Linked DNA regions of Mus musculus: region 1 is linked to region 2. A link is a contact called in public promoter capture Hi-C data. All regions are on one chromosome and are shown on one strand. The core of a region is the stretch at or near the end of the contact, and the rest is flanking DNA. Distances in the headings are between cores, read along the strand shown.

Region 1 (4,091 bases), core at 284-2,783, 640 kb after region 2:
TAATAAACCCGCTTCAGCCTCAGAACTGGCTGGGGTCATGCTACAGTGTTGTCTAATTGTCCTTTTTCTTTTTAATCCTTTGCCCCTGCCTGGGAGAACCTGTTGACCAACTGAGCTGGCTCAGTCACTCACTGATAAGTGGATATTAGGGAAAAAGCTCAGAAAACCCATGATACAACTCACAGACCATATATGAAGCTCAAGAAGAAGGATACCTGTAGTTTGGATGCTTCAGTCCTTCTTAGAAGGAGGAATAAAATACTCCCGGGAGGTAGAGGGTGGGAGGGACTTGGGAGGAAAGGAGGAGGGGGAGGGGAAAGGGAGAGCAGAATCAGGTATGGCAGCAGTCGGGGGCGATATACTGAGGGTCAGGAAATAGAACAGAGGTGCATAGCAATAGAGGGCGGGGAACAGGGAGTAACCACCAGAAAGTTCCAAAATTCCAGGAAAGCAAAATGTTCCCAGAACCCAACGGGGGATGACCTTAGCTGAAATACCCAACAAAAGGGAGGGTGAGCCTGTAGATACCATAAGCATCTACCCACTCATTTCCAAAATTTTAACCCAGAATTGCTCAACCTCTGCACATGCATACATGGGCAAGTGCACACATACATGCATGCGCGCGCGCGCGCGCACACACACACACACACACACACTTAGGTTTATTTCTCAACACTGAAAGAAGAAATGAAGACAAGTGAATGGGGGGGGGGTTCATAGTGTAGTTCACACGGGCACCAAGGCCAGACTTCTGAGTCTCCAAGATGTTCCCACTGGGAGTCCGGTAAAGACGGCACAGACTCAGTATTTGTAGTCAGGAGAACTGACAATTGTTTTTTAAAGGTTAGGGAAACTGAAGGCCAAATTAAGAGGGATTTTTAAAATCTGTTGTTGTGTGAATGGTGCTTGTGAGTGTGATCGTGTGCTCTGAGTGTGTGGAAGTCTGAGGACAACTTTCAAGAGTTGATCTTCTCCTTCCCGGTCCCGGGCTCCCTGCATTGAACTCAAGTGGTCGGGCTTTCCTGGTAAGCTTTTGCCCGCTGAACCATCTCTCCACCTTGACATAAAAATGTTAAAACTAAGGTATCTCCCAAGATGTTAAAGACTTCTTCCTGAGGGTTAGTCGCTGGCAAGGGTCATTGTAGTGCGCTGAGATTGGTTGGGTGGAGCAAGAAATGCACACTCCAAGGGGGAAGCAGCTGCAGCAACAGAGAGAAGTAGACCGCAGCACTAGAGCCTGCTGGAGAAAAGTTAACAATGCCTGAGAAAGAAAGGGAGCCTCACAGCTCAAGGAACGGAGTGATGTCCTTGCGGGAGCACAGGCCCAGCACAAAGCCAGCAGCAGACAGGCAGGCTGGGGTAGATCTGAGGGTGCCACATGGGAAGTAGGGAACACATCTGTGTGGGTGGGTGGGTGGAATGAAGGGGGAATTTATTCTGGATTTAAGGCAGAGACTGCACTTCTAGTGGGGGTGGGGGATGGAAGCTCTACCTTGTGGGCGTGGCCCGTTTGAGAGCGAATGTCCCTTTGCTGAGGGAGCACGGCTTCCCCTCCCACCCAGAAGGGAGAGCGGCACTGCCTGTTCCCACACACCCTCCCTTAGCAGGCTCGAGCACATTAATCATAGTCTTCCTCGCCGTGTACATTAGCACAGCTTTCCCACGTCCGGAAAAATGTTCCATATTTATGCCCTCATTTAAGCCTCACTGTTCACTTGGGCGTTCATCGGGGAAGGTAGAGTTTTAAAGCTTAAAAAAAAGAAAGAAAGAAAAGAAACGCGGAGGTGTCGTGAAGCTTGTGGCTAAACGGTTGATTTCGAGTTGTGAGGGTATAATAATCAACCCTGAACTAGCATTTGTACTCTGTGCTTTCCTATCCAGCCATGTTGGCGCCCAGGTCACAGGATCTTTTGCAATATGAAAGTGCAGGGGAGAGATCTTCGGAGAGAAACGCTAACAGCCAAATCCAGCCTCACGGAAGCAGCCTTGCTTCCCAAGGAGCTGGGCTGAAGGCAGAGCACCAGCTCTTTCTTTGGTGGTCTGTTGTGTGTCTTAAGAAATGCAAGAAAATATCAAATTTCACCCCAGCTGGTTTGACACTTTCAGGTAATTCCTGTCCTAACCATACATGGATCCTGGATTAATGAGAGTATATTTTTATCTCTCAACCTTTGAGCTGAAGCTAAGAGAGCTGCTGTTCTTTGCCTGCTGGATGAGGTTGCCATGGAAACTCTTTCAGGAGAAAAAGCACCTCCCCCTTATAATGTGACAACAAGCAGGAACTAAAACGGACCATCCACTCTAAGATGAGAATGGGGGTGTGGTACACAGACCAAACAAAGCATTACCCCTCCCTCCCCTCCTTCAAGATTCCCTGTAACCCACAATTATGAAGTGTTCCCCCAAACAGATTCATGTCCAAATACACAACAGTAATGCTCTTTTGACTCCCAAAATCCTGATCTTTACTGATACTTTCTTGGGCATGGCCTGGAAGGCCAGGTATAGCTAAGGGCACCAGTTGCGTGTATTGTGTCTGAGCTGGCTTCATGTGACCAACATGTGCATTTCTTGTCCAATGACAGCACACTGCAGGCTTAAAAGGAACCCAGCTGTCGGGCGTGGTGGCGCACACCTTTAATCCCAGCACTCGGGAGGCAGAGGCAGGCGGATTTCTGAGTTCGAGGCCAGCCTGGTCTACAGAGTGAGTTCCAGGACAGCCAGGGCTATACAGGGAAACCCTGTCTCGAAAAAAAAAAAAAGGAACCCAGCTAAGAACATTTCACACACAGATACATAAAGTCAGACAGGCAGAGAAACACATAAATAAATAAATAAATAAATAAATAAATAAATAAATAAATAAATCCTGCAGATTAAAGCTTTGTGGGGGGGGGGGGGCAGCTCACTTTTGAGATACTTTTTTCTCTTCAGGATTCAGTATCTGATTTGGAATATATTGTCTTTTCAATATTCCTGGGCTGAATGCATCTTTGAATACAAAGAGAGATGATAACTCAGATTTACAACTGAGACTAGAACACAGGTCTCTTATAACTTACACAATCCCTGCAATGTTTGCATCATTAGGACTGTGAAGGATTTAAAGCATACATGCTACCCTCACTAGGGTGTATCCCTAGTAACGAAGATGATCGTTTTTAATCATTTACTTGTGCTTTTCAAGGGTAGGAATGAGGTCAAGTCTTGCCATGTAGCCCAGGCTGTCCTCAGACTTGCAATTCTCCTCCCTCTGCCTTCTGAGTGTTGGCCATAGGTGGGCACCATCGCGCCCGAATGAGGGCAGATTGTCATACACACTGCTTTGCCATTAGAGCCAAGAAGAGTGCCTGGCATACTGCACATGCTCCATAGGTGTCTGATGATTGATTTATTAACTCAATGAATGTTTGAAACGGATGGATCAAAGAATCATGTGTAAAACAGTGACAAGCTGTCAGAAGACATCAGCCCAGGAAATGGTAGTCACTAGCCCAAGAATACAAACAGTATCAATGAGAGGGAAAAGCTAGAAATTCAGCTCTAGATCTTATGCTGAGCTGCAATGTCACCTACTTCCGAATTCCCAGTACCATGGAAAATGCTGCACTTGATTTGTGGTCATAGCCTTTCCACTTATCGCTGAGGATCATTTTCTGTCATCTTATTATATAAGGTGCTTTTACCCTGGGGGAATTCCATTTTTCTGTGAATGTTTTTGTCATCTCTAACCACATCTGATGTTTTTGCGATCAAGTATAGCTACAAAGGAGGACTTAGGATCTTTACATAGGGTCAGTACCCTCTTGGTTTCCTTCCTCCCTTCCATCTTTTTTCTCGTTTTCCTCCATTCTCCCTCCCATCCTCCCCCCTCCCCCTTTCTCTCTCTTCAGTCCACAGCTGTCTTCTCTATACCTGGATAAGACCCTTCCCATAAACCCTGAATAACTTGCCTACAAAAGCTTACTGCATAGTTACAAGTCTCAGGAAGAGCCTGGATGTTTGAGGAAGAATACAGTATTCAAGGATGGAAGACAACACTAGTTTTTGTTGTTTGGCTTTTGTTTTTGTTGGTTTCACTGGTAGAT
Region 2 (4,172 bases), core at 918-3,417:
ATGTATAAGATAAATGCGACATAAGCTCAATTTAAAAGTAAGATATCCCATTTCGTTTCTATAATAGTATAATATTTTTTAAAGCTAGAACATGTTATGGTTTTTTAAAAAAAATGGAAGGAGTTCATGCTTTATGATGGCCATGACTGTCCTATCACGGAGTCCGTATGTTGTTTGAGTCTCCCTGTTTGGTAGCTATGCAGGTTCTAAGGACCCTGAAGTCCATCAGGAATGATGAACCCTTCCCTTTCAGATGGCTTTGGTAACATTCGGAAGAGAAACATGAGCCTGGCCCCACTTCAGGATTGAAAATACCATGTGAAAATGGGGAGGTATGAGGGCTTTGCAGGGTGTGGTGGGGGAGCAATTAAAGGAGAGGTACTTCTTCCAGGTGAAAAGAATAAAATCTGAGTTGTACCTAAGGCCCTGGTTAGAGCCATACATTATATATTGTTATCCTTATCTTACGAGTTAATACAGTTGGGCTTGTCAGTCACCAGGTCAGGAGCCTCTCCAAAAGGTAGCCAGCTAAAGAGAAAGGACTGTCTTCTTAACGAGATAATTTACCCTGGTAACTGTTAGCCTTCCCACAATGTGGAGTTCACAGAGCTTCTGTCACACAGGACTCTATTGCCTACTGGCTTATGGTAGTAGGGCAAGCTTTCTAGATGTTTCTCTATAGACCCAAACTCTCCTTTGACAGCCACATAAATGCCTATATTAAGGGCATGGATAGCCTCTCTTCTCCTTCTAGCAGATGCCAAGTGGTTTGTCTTTCTTTCCTCCAACTCTAATATAACCATCCTGGAACTTCCTTCTAAGTCAGCTTCTTTCTTAATGTTTTTATTAAAGAGACTAAAAACCCACGCAAGTGAACACCGTTTTTGCACTAACACCTATGATGGGTGTAAATTTTTCCACGAGAGCATTCTGTATCTGATCATCATCACCTAGCTTCTCTTCCCCCGTTGTGAAAAAAAAAAAAAAAGAAAAAAGAAAAAAGAAAAGAGAAAAAAATGACCTGAGCTGCAGTGGCAGGCACCAACAAAGGTACTTTTCACTGGAGCTGAAGCGGCACTGCCTGGAACACACAGCATGCTCAGGACAACTGTTGCTCTGATGCTGATGAACCGGCTGAAGGGGCAGTTGATTTAAATACCTCCACCTTCCTACAACTATGCAAATAAGGGCTTTTGTCTTTCTTTGTGGCACAGCCCTACCTCAAAGCTTCCAAAGCAGTGGACAGTGCTACTCCTGGGCCAACCATCCTCATTTTAATAGCAATTACAAATCTGAGTTGTGACGTATCTTAGTGATACAGCATTTGCTTAGTATAGGCAGCGCGTGCGCGCGCGCGGGCACACACACACACACACACACACACGCAGAGAGAGAGAGAGGGGGGGGGAGAGGGAGAGAGAGAGCGAGCGCGCAATCTGCATGTTGATCACACTCACACACACCCACTCCCACAAATCAGCAGCTATGATTCTGGCTCAACTTGTTATTCTTCAACAGCTGCGGAATAAATCCTGGCTGTTAAAATGTTTTACCGCTTGACAGCAAAGCAAGAATTGCAACAGATGATAATTTATGAAAACACAGAGTATCTAGGAAAAAATACGGGGGGCGGGGGGCGTCCTTTAAATAAGACAAAATGTATAGGAAAGGCATGAGGCCAGGGAAAAGAATGCCTAATATCAATAGGAAGCTTAGAGCAGGAGACTCACCCAAGGGCTGAAAGATGTACTGTGTCTGGCAGCAGAGATCTCAGGCTGGCAGTGGCCACTGCAGGAGGTTGAGAGGAGAGAGGCAGACCACAGTCACCTGTAGTGAAAAACAAAACAAATATCCTTTATTTCCTGAATCTAACCTCATAGTAAATTTCGCTCGCGGAGGGATTTTCCTGACCACTCCACCCTTTCTCATATAAACAGTCAATTGTGGCAAGGCTCCATTCTGTCTCTCGGGGGGAAAAAAAAATGAGAAAAGTGTCTATCTAAGGTAGAGAGTTTCCTCAGGTGGGACCAAGATCCAAGAACCTGTTGTTGCTGGTGGTGGACGTGGAAGACCGAGGGCTTCTCAGTGAGTCACCCGGGATCAGCTCCGGTGTGGACCCTCAGGGCAGAACAACTGCAGTGAAGGGGGCGGGAGTGTGAAGAAACAGCTGGCCACTCCCCTGCTGTTGGCTGCTGGGAACTAGAAGCTAACCATGGAGGAGACTTGGAAAGGGGAGCTTACATAGTTTTTTTTGGGGGGGGGGGTAATTTCAATTTTCAATTGTCTGCTCTTGATTTTTAGCACCTCAAGACTTCCTGATATTTATTTATTTTAAGAACTTAAGAGCTCCAATCAGTTTTCAGTTTTCGTTCTAACTGCACTCCCATGGCACAATTTTACATAAAGCTGATAACTTAATTGACTGAAAGGAAAGGAACTTCAGAGTTTGAAGAAGTAGGCGCCAAAGATTTAAGGAAGTAGAGAAAGAGACGGTTTAAGACAGATGAGAACAAGAGGGACTTGCTTGAGGTTATTAGATGATTAAAGGATTCTTGCATCCCGATAAACTTCCAATGGCGCAGAAATCACTCACAAGTACCCACTCCCCACACTTGGCTCTTGCAGTTTAAGCAAGCCCCTAAAGGGGGATGGGCCTCCTGAATAAGTGGAGCCGGGGAAGGGAAGGCAATGTCCGGGATGGGAGTGGTTGGGTGTTTTCAGAGCTGGGAGAGGGATGTCTGCAGCGCTGGCTCTTACCTTCCCCAGAAATCCCGGTGCTGTGAGTCAAGAAAAATGAAAACAGCTGCGGATTAATTTTCCTGGAAAACACGCCCACCTCTCTGGCTCTGCTGTAACATAGCAACTCTATGACTGAAGCATCTGCAAGGAAGAGAATCCCTGTTAAATTTCCAAGATGCAGAGGATGGATCACAGACCAGGCAAAGTCAAAGGCAGGCAAATCCTTCTTCACGTGAACATTTAAAATTGTAACAACAGAAAGACCCGGTGTGGAAATGCGGTGCTTCTGTAACAAATTTAATTACCAATGGGTTTACATCAGCGCTTCGAAGTTTGAAGTTTGAGTTGAAGTTGAGGTATCCTGGCTTCCATCCCCAGGTTATGTTCCGTTCAGGGCACACACTGTAGAAATCACATCTGGTGCTGCTCACTGTCTGCTGGACTATCTACCAGCAAAAGCCAAAACCTGGCATACTAAACAGATTTCTTCCTCCATTGTGCTGAAATAAAAACCTAGAACTTGTCTTCCACAGAGGAGACATGACACACATCTTGTAAGAAGCAGAATTGGGGAGTATTTATGGCAAATATACACAAATAAATAGAACTTTATAGTTAACCATAAATCCAAACTTTATTTTAAAACAATGTGTAATTTACTTTTTCCATTTTAAAGTTTTTCATGAGTCCAATGATCAAACCTTTAAAGAAAAACGTCACTTTATATGCATACATATTGTACATACATCTGTGTATATATGAAAGGCACTGGTATATGAATTTGTATTTTGTCAATAAGAGGAGATAGGAATATGATTACCCAACAGTACTAGCTAGTTTTATTTCAACTTGACATAAGCTGGGGTCATTTGAGAAGAAGAAATCTTGATTGAGAATATGACCTCATAAAAATTGGCTTATAACAAGCCATTGGGACATTTCTCTTCCTGTCTCTCTTTTTCTTTTTCTTTTGTTTGTTTTCTTTGTCTTGAAAAGAGCACAGTTTTCCCTTATTGTAGTAGACATTTGCACTCATTTACCATTTTTACACTTTCCTTACATATGTTCCTGTTTTCATTTTTATCTTTGTCATTGAAACTGTTTTCCTCACTGTCTTTTTTTTTAAGTTTTGCTTTTTCTTTTCTCACTCTCTCTTTTCCCATCTCTCCTAGTTCAGAAGTCCCAAACTGTGTTCCTCCAGCTGCCAGCTGAGCAATCACCTGACTGTTTCTCTATTAAAGCCTCAGGAGCAGAAAGCGTTGCCCTTCCCCCAAGTAACTCAGAGAGGCCCCTGGATGCTGGAAAGTGACTCTGGTCACTTCTTACCCAGCATCTATCATGTCCTTGGACACTGAGTTTTCTCTTCATCACTTCAGAAAGCTACCAGCCTTTAATATTGTACCTTTTCCATTTTCTGTATATTCTTCTTTCTT

The links. Promoter capture Hi-C pulls out the DNA fragments that hold promoters and counts their contacts.
Region 1: a contact with region 2 is called in a promoter capture Hi-C map of embryonic stem cells, with 2.9 times the contacts expected there. The contact joins the enhancer-like site here to the promoter of AW551984 in region 2. A contact is called at or near these places in 3 of 39 promoter capture datasets (cranial neural crest, embryonic stem cells and hippocampal neurons) and 3 of 115 datasets of contacts at active chromatin or transcription factors (embryonic stem cells, forebrain and stem cell-derived neural progenitor cells).

The regions. Positions count from the first base shown.
Region 1 is chr9:40,240,123-40,244,213 of GRCm38.p6, forward strand. No RefSeq gene overlaps it. Among named protein-coding and RNA genes, the nearest start is that of Scn3b, 27 kb to the right of the region's middle. Within about 2 kb of position 1,534, at least 115 of the 459 cell types and tissues checked have an H3K27ac peak or open chromatin away from gene starts, as enhancers often do. A contact at or near this core is called in embryonic stem cells, forebrain, hippocampal neurons and 1 more, where this site is marked.
Region 2 is chr9:39,601,485-39,605,656 of GRCm38.p6, forward strand. AW551984 (expressed sequence AW551984) reads right to left here and starts at 2,168. Exons shown (of 20, transcript NM_001199556.1): 1 at 2,043-2,168; 2 at 1,731-1,827.